2 separate regions of the Mus musculus genome follow, and region 2 is linked to region 1. Evidence: chromatin contacts called from public promoter capture Hi-C data. All regions are on one chromosome and are shown on one strand. Each heading gives the region's core, a stretch centred on a gene start, on an enhancer-like site or on the middle of the called end of the contact. The rest is flanking DNA. Distances are from core to core; before and after follow the strand shown. Region 1 holds the start of Ube2d2b (ubiquitin-conjugating enzyme E2D 2B). Region 2 holds the start of Cplx1 (complexin 1).

Region 1 (4,138 bases), core at 1,346-3,845:
CTTCCATAGGCCTTATGCACACTTTATAGTTGTTATATGATTTAGGGTTTTTTTTTGTTTGTTTGTTTTGTTTTTGAAACAAAGTTTATGTATCCTGGACCAGCCTAGTGCTCACTATATTGACCAAGCTGGCCTTGAACTTGTGCTTTTTCTGCCTCTGCCTCCCATGTGTTACAATTACCAATGCCTGCCACAGTGTCTGGCTATGCTGTATTAGAGCTAGCTTTTCTTAATTTTTTTTTTTTTTTTTTTACTTTTTGAGGGGAGAGGTTATTGAAATAGTCTTATTACATAGTTCAAGCTGGCCTTGAACTTGTGATCTTCCTGCATGTGCATGTGTGTGTGACAGTGTAAAGTTTCATCTGCCTATATACTGAATATCAGTATGGCTGAAGAATGGCTTGGTTTTTATAATTATATTAGGAAAAGAATGCTGCTTCTGACAAATACAGTTGACATTTCAAATAATGCTTTATTAGGGTATGGATGGTGTAAGACTTGAAAAGGCTGCATACACAGCACAATTTAAAATTGTGTGGCTATCCTTTAAGAAGTGTGCGAAGTAGTTCTGTGGGCATTTTACTGTGTGATTGTGCTCTTTGTGAGTTTGGTACTCTTTACTCACTGACGTAATGCTTGTTTTTCTTTACTCACTGACGTAATGCTTCTTTTGGTTATGTATGTTCCTAGGAGCATCAGGAGGTTTTGATAAAATAAATGCAGCTTAGTTTTATTAACAAAGCAAGTTTCTTAAGTTTTATTCCTGGGAGGTTGGATATTCTTTCATGAAAATGCCTTTAAGCTTATGTTTCTATCTTATTTAATAAAATTACTCTTAAAGTATCTTTTTAGCTATAAACTGGAATTGTTTTCTAATTTGAAAATGTGACCAATCTAAAGAAAGCATGACAAGGCTGAGGGAAACCCACTAGTTTCCACTACACAAGTCACTAAAGTAAAAGAGCCTGTTCACACAAAATGTATGTAAATGGCTGGGATAATTGGTTTATTACACACATGAATCATTCTTGAATGTACAAGCTCCAGAAGAGCAATAGGGTCTTCATACACAAGTTTTTTTCATCAAATTAAACTTTTACCCTTACATCAAAATGGATTAAGCAGTTAATATAATAAAAAGAGCTATTAGTGATGAGTCAACTAAGAAACCACAAATAAACCAAAGAATATGGAGAGAAAGTGTGAAAGAAGGAAGGTTGAGTCATCGAGGTATAAAAGATTTTGGGAACAAAGCCAGTCACACTTTATGGGCCCATAGCGCCAATCTATTTTTGTTGACCAGTTAGACTTTAAAATACAAAATGTAGGTTTTGGCTTAATCTGGGTGACTTTAATGTCCATTTAAGTTCTAGGTCTTTTGGAATAAAATGAGTACAGAAACGTTCATGTTCTTCACCTAGCTTTTTATAAATTAAAAAAATTTAAATTTAAATGGCTTCCACTTAAAAGCAATCTCATTGTCTCTTATAGATTGGGGGACCTTTACCCCTTCTGAGCAGTATTGTGTACCCACCACCCTCACACCTTGTGGTTATCCAGATTTAAGTCAATAAGGAAAACTTTTAATCTCACATCCAGGTTATGCCTGGAGAACGCTCGTCTGCTAGGAGACAGTGTTGGTACAGTATTTCTGGTGCGTGCAACATGCAGCGGTACTGTATCAGGTGAAGACGGTGCACCAGGGAGGATGAGGCAGGTACAGCGTGGGCGTGGGTTCATGGGAAACAGTCCGGTGGGAATCAAAAGAACTTCTCTTTCAGAGTTCCCCTAGCTTTTATTTGTAGAGGATATCCAGTATTCTCTTTAGTCACATCGCATATTTCTGAGTCCATTCCCGAGCTGTTCTGTTGTACTTGTCTCTATCTGTTTTGTAGATCTGAGCAATCTCAGGCACTAAGGGATCATCTGGATTGGGGTCACACAACAGAGAACTGATGGACAAAAGTACTTTGGAAATAGTTAGTGCTGGAGACCACTGTGACCGAAGAATATCAAGACAAATACTGCCGTTACTGTTAACATTTGGATGATAAATTCTTGTTGTAAATTCAACCTTAGGTGGTTTGAAGGGGTACTCTGTTGGGAAATCAATTGTCAAGAAAAATGCTCCGCCCTGATAGGGACTATCATTTGGCCCCATGATTGTAGCTTGCCAGTGAAACATATCTTCCCCGACAGGACCTGCTGAACACTGTGCTGGGGGATCCTGGGCCAGGTCGTTCAGTTCCTTGTGGATTCTCTTCAGAGCCATGGTGGAAGGCTGTCTTGGTAGGCCCCAGGTGGAAGGAGGCAGGCACCGAGGGCCTGGGGCTGCCTTGCTGGTTTTGGATCAGCCGCAGAAGAGGAGGCAGGCAGTTCTGGCCTGGCCCTGGCAGAATGCGCTGAGGGCCGAGGCCCACTCAGCTTCCGGGCCAGCCACCGTGGGCACTGTATCTGTCTTCACATCGGTTGTCGCATCACCCTGTAGCCGCCTTTTTTGTGCTGCCGCAGTAGCTGACTCTTCTTCTGAGACCTTAGCCTCTGCGGATCCCTCCGCCGGACCCTCTGCCCAGGGCTCGTGCCAGTAGCGGTATCACAGACCGACGCAGCTTGCGCAGCTCGGGAGGGTGACAGTTGGTCAGGGATGATGGGATTGGCAGCGTAGTAGGCTCTTTTGTTTGTTTGTTTGTAACATGACCATCATCACGAACTCATAATAGGTTGTGCTATGATGTCTTGAGGGCAGCTGTCACTAGGTTACCAAATCTTAGCTTTGGCTCACTTTGAACAAACCTCTGACGACTGCAGTTCACTGGGAAGAGACTTGATGTGTCAAGTATTCCACAATGTTTCAAATCTCAGACAAAAGGAAGTTTTTTTTTTTTTTTTTTTTTTTGGAGACAGGGTTTCTCTGTATAGCCTGGCTGTCCTGGAGTTCACTTTGTAGACCAGGCTGGCCTCGAACTCAGAAATCCGCCTGCCTCTGCCTCCAGAGTGCTGGGATTAAAGGCGTGCGCCACCACCCGGCCCTATTTTTTAATTTTTTAAGAGAATTTTAATTTTTGTAATTAGAACTTCTGAGATGAGCATTCTAAAATTTTCTAGAATATACAAGACACTTGAGAAAGCAGCTATATATCTCTTCTTTTTACAAAGGTTGCTGAAAATAACCTTTCACTAAGTAATTCATATTTTTAAACACATTTTGGAAAGCTTACAGAAATAAAAGGGAGCTCTCCATATTCATTTCTAGTCCTAATTTTACACTCTCTTTTTTACTTTAGGAAACAAGTAAAAAAGGAAAAACAAAGCAGAACAAATAATAGCAAAACTAAAAAGCACAAGAAACACAAATATAAAAATAAACCCCATACTAACACAAAATTGAATCACATAATACACAAGCAAATGACCAATAACATTAAAATAAAAAAGGCCCAAACAAAGCAGTAAGAGATCCCCCCTAAAAAAAACCCAAAAAACCTACAACACTGTAAAACCACAATTGTTAGTTTTGTATTGACCATCTGCTGGGCGGCCTGGGCCCTACCCTCAAGTGTGGTTTATATACCCAGTTAGGTTCCAGTAGAGATGGCTTCTAGGTTAGGGGTAGACCTCCTGTCCCCTCACCCCTCTCAGGAGTGGGAGCCCATCTGACCAGGACTGGTAAGGGCTCTGTGTTTAATGCCACAGTGTCTGAGTTTTTATGTGCATCAGTCCTGCTGTGTCTAAAAGGCCTTGTTTCCCTGGTGTCGTCCATCCCCTGTGGCTCTTACAGTCTTTCTGCTGCCACCTCTGCACAGCTCTCTGATTTCTGAGTGGAGGGGTTTAAGTAAGACATCCCACTTAGGACTGAGTGTTCCATTACCTCTCAGTCTCGGCACATTATCCGGCTGTAGGTCTTTGTGTTAGTTCCCATCTGCTGTAAGGGGAAGCCTCTCTAATAATGGCTGAGACACTGATCTGTGTGTATAGCAGAATGTTGTTAGGAGTCTTTTTTGTTGCTATGTTACTTTAGCAGGACAATAGTGTTTGGTTTTCTCCTAGGCCCATGGCCTATCTAATCTCAGGTTCTTGGCTACCTGAGCAGTGTCAAGCATGGGTTCCATCATGTGGAGTGGGTCTTCAATCCAATCCT
Region 2 (4,096 bases), core at 1,542-4,041, 720 kb before region 1:
TGGTTGTTAGCTCCTCCATGATGTCTACATCACTTGGCCATTTATCCATTTTCACCTTTTCCTATCACTATCTGCCTCCTGTCTGTCCTAATACACAAGTCCTCTGGATCCTGGAACTCTCACCTCCTGGATCTTCAACAAACCAGTCTTTTTCACTAGGTTCTTGGGATCCTTTGTACAGCTAGAAGTCTGTAGACTGAACCTGGATCATCTGTAAGAACAGCAAGCTCTCTTATCTGCTGAGCCATCTCTTCACAACCCCCCCAATTCCATTTATATAGAGATATCTCAAACAAAAATATTAAAATAGTAATGAAGCTATCAGGAATGGATAGTGCATCCCTTTAATTCCCAACAGTTGAGAGGTAGAAACGGAAGAATCTCTGCTGAGTTTGTGATCTCAAACTCTGTGAGTTTGTGATCTCAAACTCTGTGAGTTTGAGGCCAGCCAGGTCGACTTGCTTTAAAGACGCCTTGTCTACTCCAGATGGCTGGTCAGTTAGGCAGAGGCCTTTTGCCATGTTGCCTCTTTGTATTATAGGTTTAGAGGTCTAGGTAGCTTGTAAAAGCCAGCCTTAGCTATGGTCCACACCTCAGCTTGGCAGGCAGTTATGGAGCCTTCTCCCTAGGGTAGCACTGCACTGAACGATTTCTCAAGCCCAAGCAACTGCCATCTCCCAGGGTTCTCTCACTCAAACTTGAGACTGTCACTCTCCTTGCCTGTTTCCCTCAGCAGAGTCTGGGAATGGCATTGTACTGTACTCTGAGGACTTGGAAGGTGATGCCAGGAGTGTGAAGGTCAAATACAAAAGTCATCACTGCCTATATATCAAAACCAGCCTGTAACACATGAGAACCTCTTTGAAAACAACAACCCAATAAATAAATAAATAAATACCAAAACAACACATATACAAAATTAAACTAGGGAACTGGAGAGATGATTCGATAGTTAAGATCACTGGCTGCACTTTCAGAGGACCCAGGTTTGATTTCCAGTGCCCACATGGTAACTCACAACTATCTGTAACTCCAGTCCCAGGGGGATCCAACACTCTTTCCTGGATGCTGTGGGCACCAGATGCACATGTGGTCCACAGACATGCAGACAAACACCCATACAGGAGGGAGGGAAAAAAAGCTAGGACAGAGAAACAAAGAGAGATACACTGAGACATAAAAACAAGAACAGCAGATATAGAGACGATAGAGAGACAAAGGTAGACACAGGAAGGCAGAGACAGCCAGAGACAGAGGAAGTAAAAGTGGAAGCCCACTAGTCCTAGGGTCCTTTGCCTCTAATAATCTCAGCTGGGCTCAGGACTATGAATGGATTAGGTTGGCCTGCTTTGTCTCAAGAGGTTAACCCAGGGTCTTCTATGGGATTGCTGACAGAAGGTCAGGTCCATCTGGTGGCGTGGCGGGGAGAAGAAAAGCAGGTGAGAAGTAATGAGTCTGTCTTGCTGTGGCCCTTGCTTTTGCTAGCTACTATAGACTCCGAAAACACAGAATGAGCCAGACTGGGCACATCTGTGTGCAGGTGACCCCATTCCACAGGACATCAGTCCTGGGCCTGAACAAGGCTCTGGGCATCAACCAACCTTACCATGAGTGTGGTGGGTGAACTGAGATGGACAGTGCCAGTAGGAAGGGCACTGGGAGACTTAACTCTTCTGTGTCTGATGTGAGTCATGCCCAACTTCCTAAATGATCCTCTCCTCCTAGGCATATGCCTGTGTGCAGTGCAGGCACTTCACCAGTGGGATCAGACAGTATCCTTAACTCCAGGGCCCCAGGCTGAAGTCAGGGCAGAAGGTGTGGGGCTTAACACTTTCTCTTCTTGTCTCCACTCCAGCTCCGTTCCTGGTCTCTTCTACTTTGAATCTGCTAGGTCAAAGGAACAAAAACTGATAAAAGCAAGTCTGGAATGGACCCTCCCTTACTCCCCACCCCTAGCCCTCGAATTCAAGCCACCAAGCACCCTGGGGCAGCTTTGGAATGTTGGTGAAGGGGGAATACTCATGAGGCAAGAAGTTTCACTGAATTGGGTGAAGGTCAAGAACAACCTAATCCTTAAGAATGACTCAGCCAGGAGGAACATTAACAGTTAAAGCAATGGCCATCAGCACTAGACTCTGCGGGTCAGGAATTACCACCTGGCTAGCCAGAATAAAAAACAGCTTAGGTGTCCCCACATGCTCTGACTTCTGCGAAGACGATTGCCTCACAGAAGCCCCCCAGGATAACTGCAGGGATACCAGGCCAACCTTGTGGCCACTGGGCTCTGCAGTGCAGCTGCCGCAGAGTTGAAATCCCGGTGCCAGGGGAAGGGGCGGCCTAGAGGCGGGGCTGTGGCTGTCTCCCAGGAGCCCCCGCCCATCCATGTCCGCAGTGACCTTCAGGCGTCCCTGACTGACTGGGGTTTCTATCCCACCAAAGCCACATTTGGCGGCTCTGCACACCGGAGAAGCCTGGATGTGTGGGCCTATCTTGCTCGATCGGGGGTCTCGGGCTGTGCTCGCCTTCTCCCGCCCTGCCAGCAAAGAGCAAAGAAACCCGGTCAGGAGCAAACGTGGTTGGTAGATTAGGGATGGTGACCCCATCCCTGCATTCTCCCAGCGTTTCAGGAGGGCGCTTCAGTAGGACTTCAGGAGGGTCTCCAAGCCGGTGTGGAGAGAGTGGCCCAGGCCAAAGAGGGGCCCCTAATGCAGCTGTCGCGCGCGCCAGGCCAGGATCTGGGAACCGGGGGCGCGGCTGCCCCCCCTACCTCCGCCGAGCCCCGCCCTCCTCGTCATGCGGGACGCGGGCGGGGGCGCCTCTGAGTGACGCGCCCTCCTCGCGGTGTCCTTCAGCCGCCGCAGCAGCACAGAGCGCCACATGGACCCCGCCGGCCTGAGAGCGCGCTGCTGTTGATCGTCCACCTTGGAAGGTAACCGGCGCCCTAGCAGCCAGTCCGACCTTAACCGGCTCCCTCCTTTCCCCTTCCCAGCCCAGTTTTCTTCCCGACTCCTGGGCTTCCCTTTCTGGATCCCCGCTTTCTAGCCGTGGGTCTCCTACCCATATCCTAGGTTCCCCTACTCTTGGTTCCTTGTCTTTCAGACCCAAGGTTGCTCAGCCTGAAAGGCGCTGTCCATCGTGAGGTGCTGAAACGGCCCTTGATTCCCTTTCCCATAGGCATCTTTTTTCTTTCTTTCTTTCTTTCTTCTTTCCCTGGCGCGCTCCGGCCTGAGGCCGTGCTCCGGTCGGGCACCTCGCCCAGCAAAGCAAAGGGTGCGGCGGCCGCGAGAGAACGGGATGCCTTGGTCTTTGCGGAATCTCCGCAGCGTCCTAGCCTCTCTACAGCTGGCCCTGCGGAGCCCCCATCCCCCGATTCCCGGAAACAGAGAGAAGTTTAGAAGGCAATTGGCTTTGCTGCAAAGGCATCCCTGAACCCCTAGCTTCTCGGACACTCTTCCTGCCTGGCACCCCTTCGGGTCTCATTCCGCAGAGAGAAACCTGTGAAACACTGGATCCCTCAGGACCAGGTTCCCTGATAGGAAAGACTCTACAAAGAGGGATGTCTTTGCAGCTGTTGGCATTACAGAAAGCACCTTTCTAAATGCTGCTGGCACTTTAGTCCACGCTGGGCATTCTGACTTGGGTTGCCCTACCCCATGCAGAAGCAGGAGTGGGTCATCTGTTTCCCCTCCCACTGGAAGACGGGGACTCCATCCAGGGCCAGTTCTGCTGTGGGCCTCCAGAGTCTCTCTAGAGACAGATATAGTTGAGACTAGTCAGAAGTCATAAGGACCTTTCCTGAGGGACATTCATGGACTTGTCTCTCCAATTCTTCCCCAGAGGGACCCCTGCCCCACAGCTCCAAAACTGCCAAGGAGGCTGAGCAGCCAGAACCTGGGTGCTACAGCGGAGCATTGACCTTCAAATGCCCCCTGGGCTCCACCCCCGCTTGAGGAGGCTGGCGCCAGTCTCCAGTAACTGGTGGCCCCAGGTTGTGAGCTGCAGTGGCATCTAAAAGCTTCCTTCAGAAACCCCAGAAGAAGCAAGATAACTGTTGGTTTGGCTGGGCTCTGAACCCTGCCATCCTGGTCTGGGTGTG

What was found. Promoter capture Hi-C pulls out the DNA fragments that hold promoters and counts their contacts.
Region 2: a contact with region 1 is called in a promoter capture Hi-C map of embryonic stem cells. The contact joins the promoter of Cplx1 here to the promoter of Ube2d2b in region 1. A contact is called at or near these places in 2 of 39 promoter capture datasets (cranial neural crest and embryonic stem cells).

What each region holds. Positions count from the first base shown.
Region 1 is chr5:107,828,619-107,832,756 of GRCm38.p6, reverse strand. Ube2d2b (ubiquitin-conjugating enzyme E2D 2B) reads right to left here and starts at 2,595. Exons shown (of 1, transcript NM_001276397.1): 1 at 980-2,595. The coding sequence starts at 2,272. The coding sequence ends at 1,829. The region is part of intron 2 of Evi5 (ecotropic viral integration site 5); the gene reads left to right.
Region 2 is chr5:108,548,722-108,552,817 of GRCm38.p6, reverse strand. It overlaps Cplx1 (complexin 1), which reads left to right and starts at 2,791. Exons shown (of 4, transcript NM_007756.3): 1 at 2,791-2,929.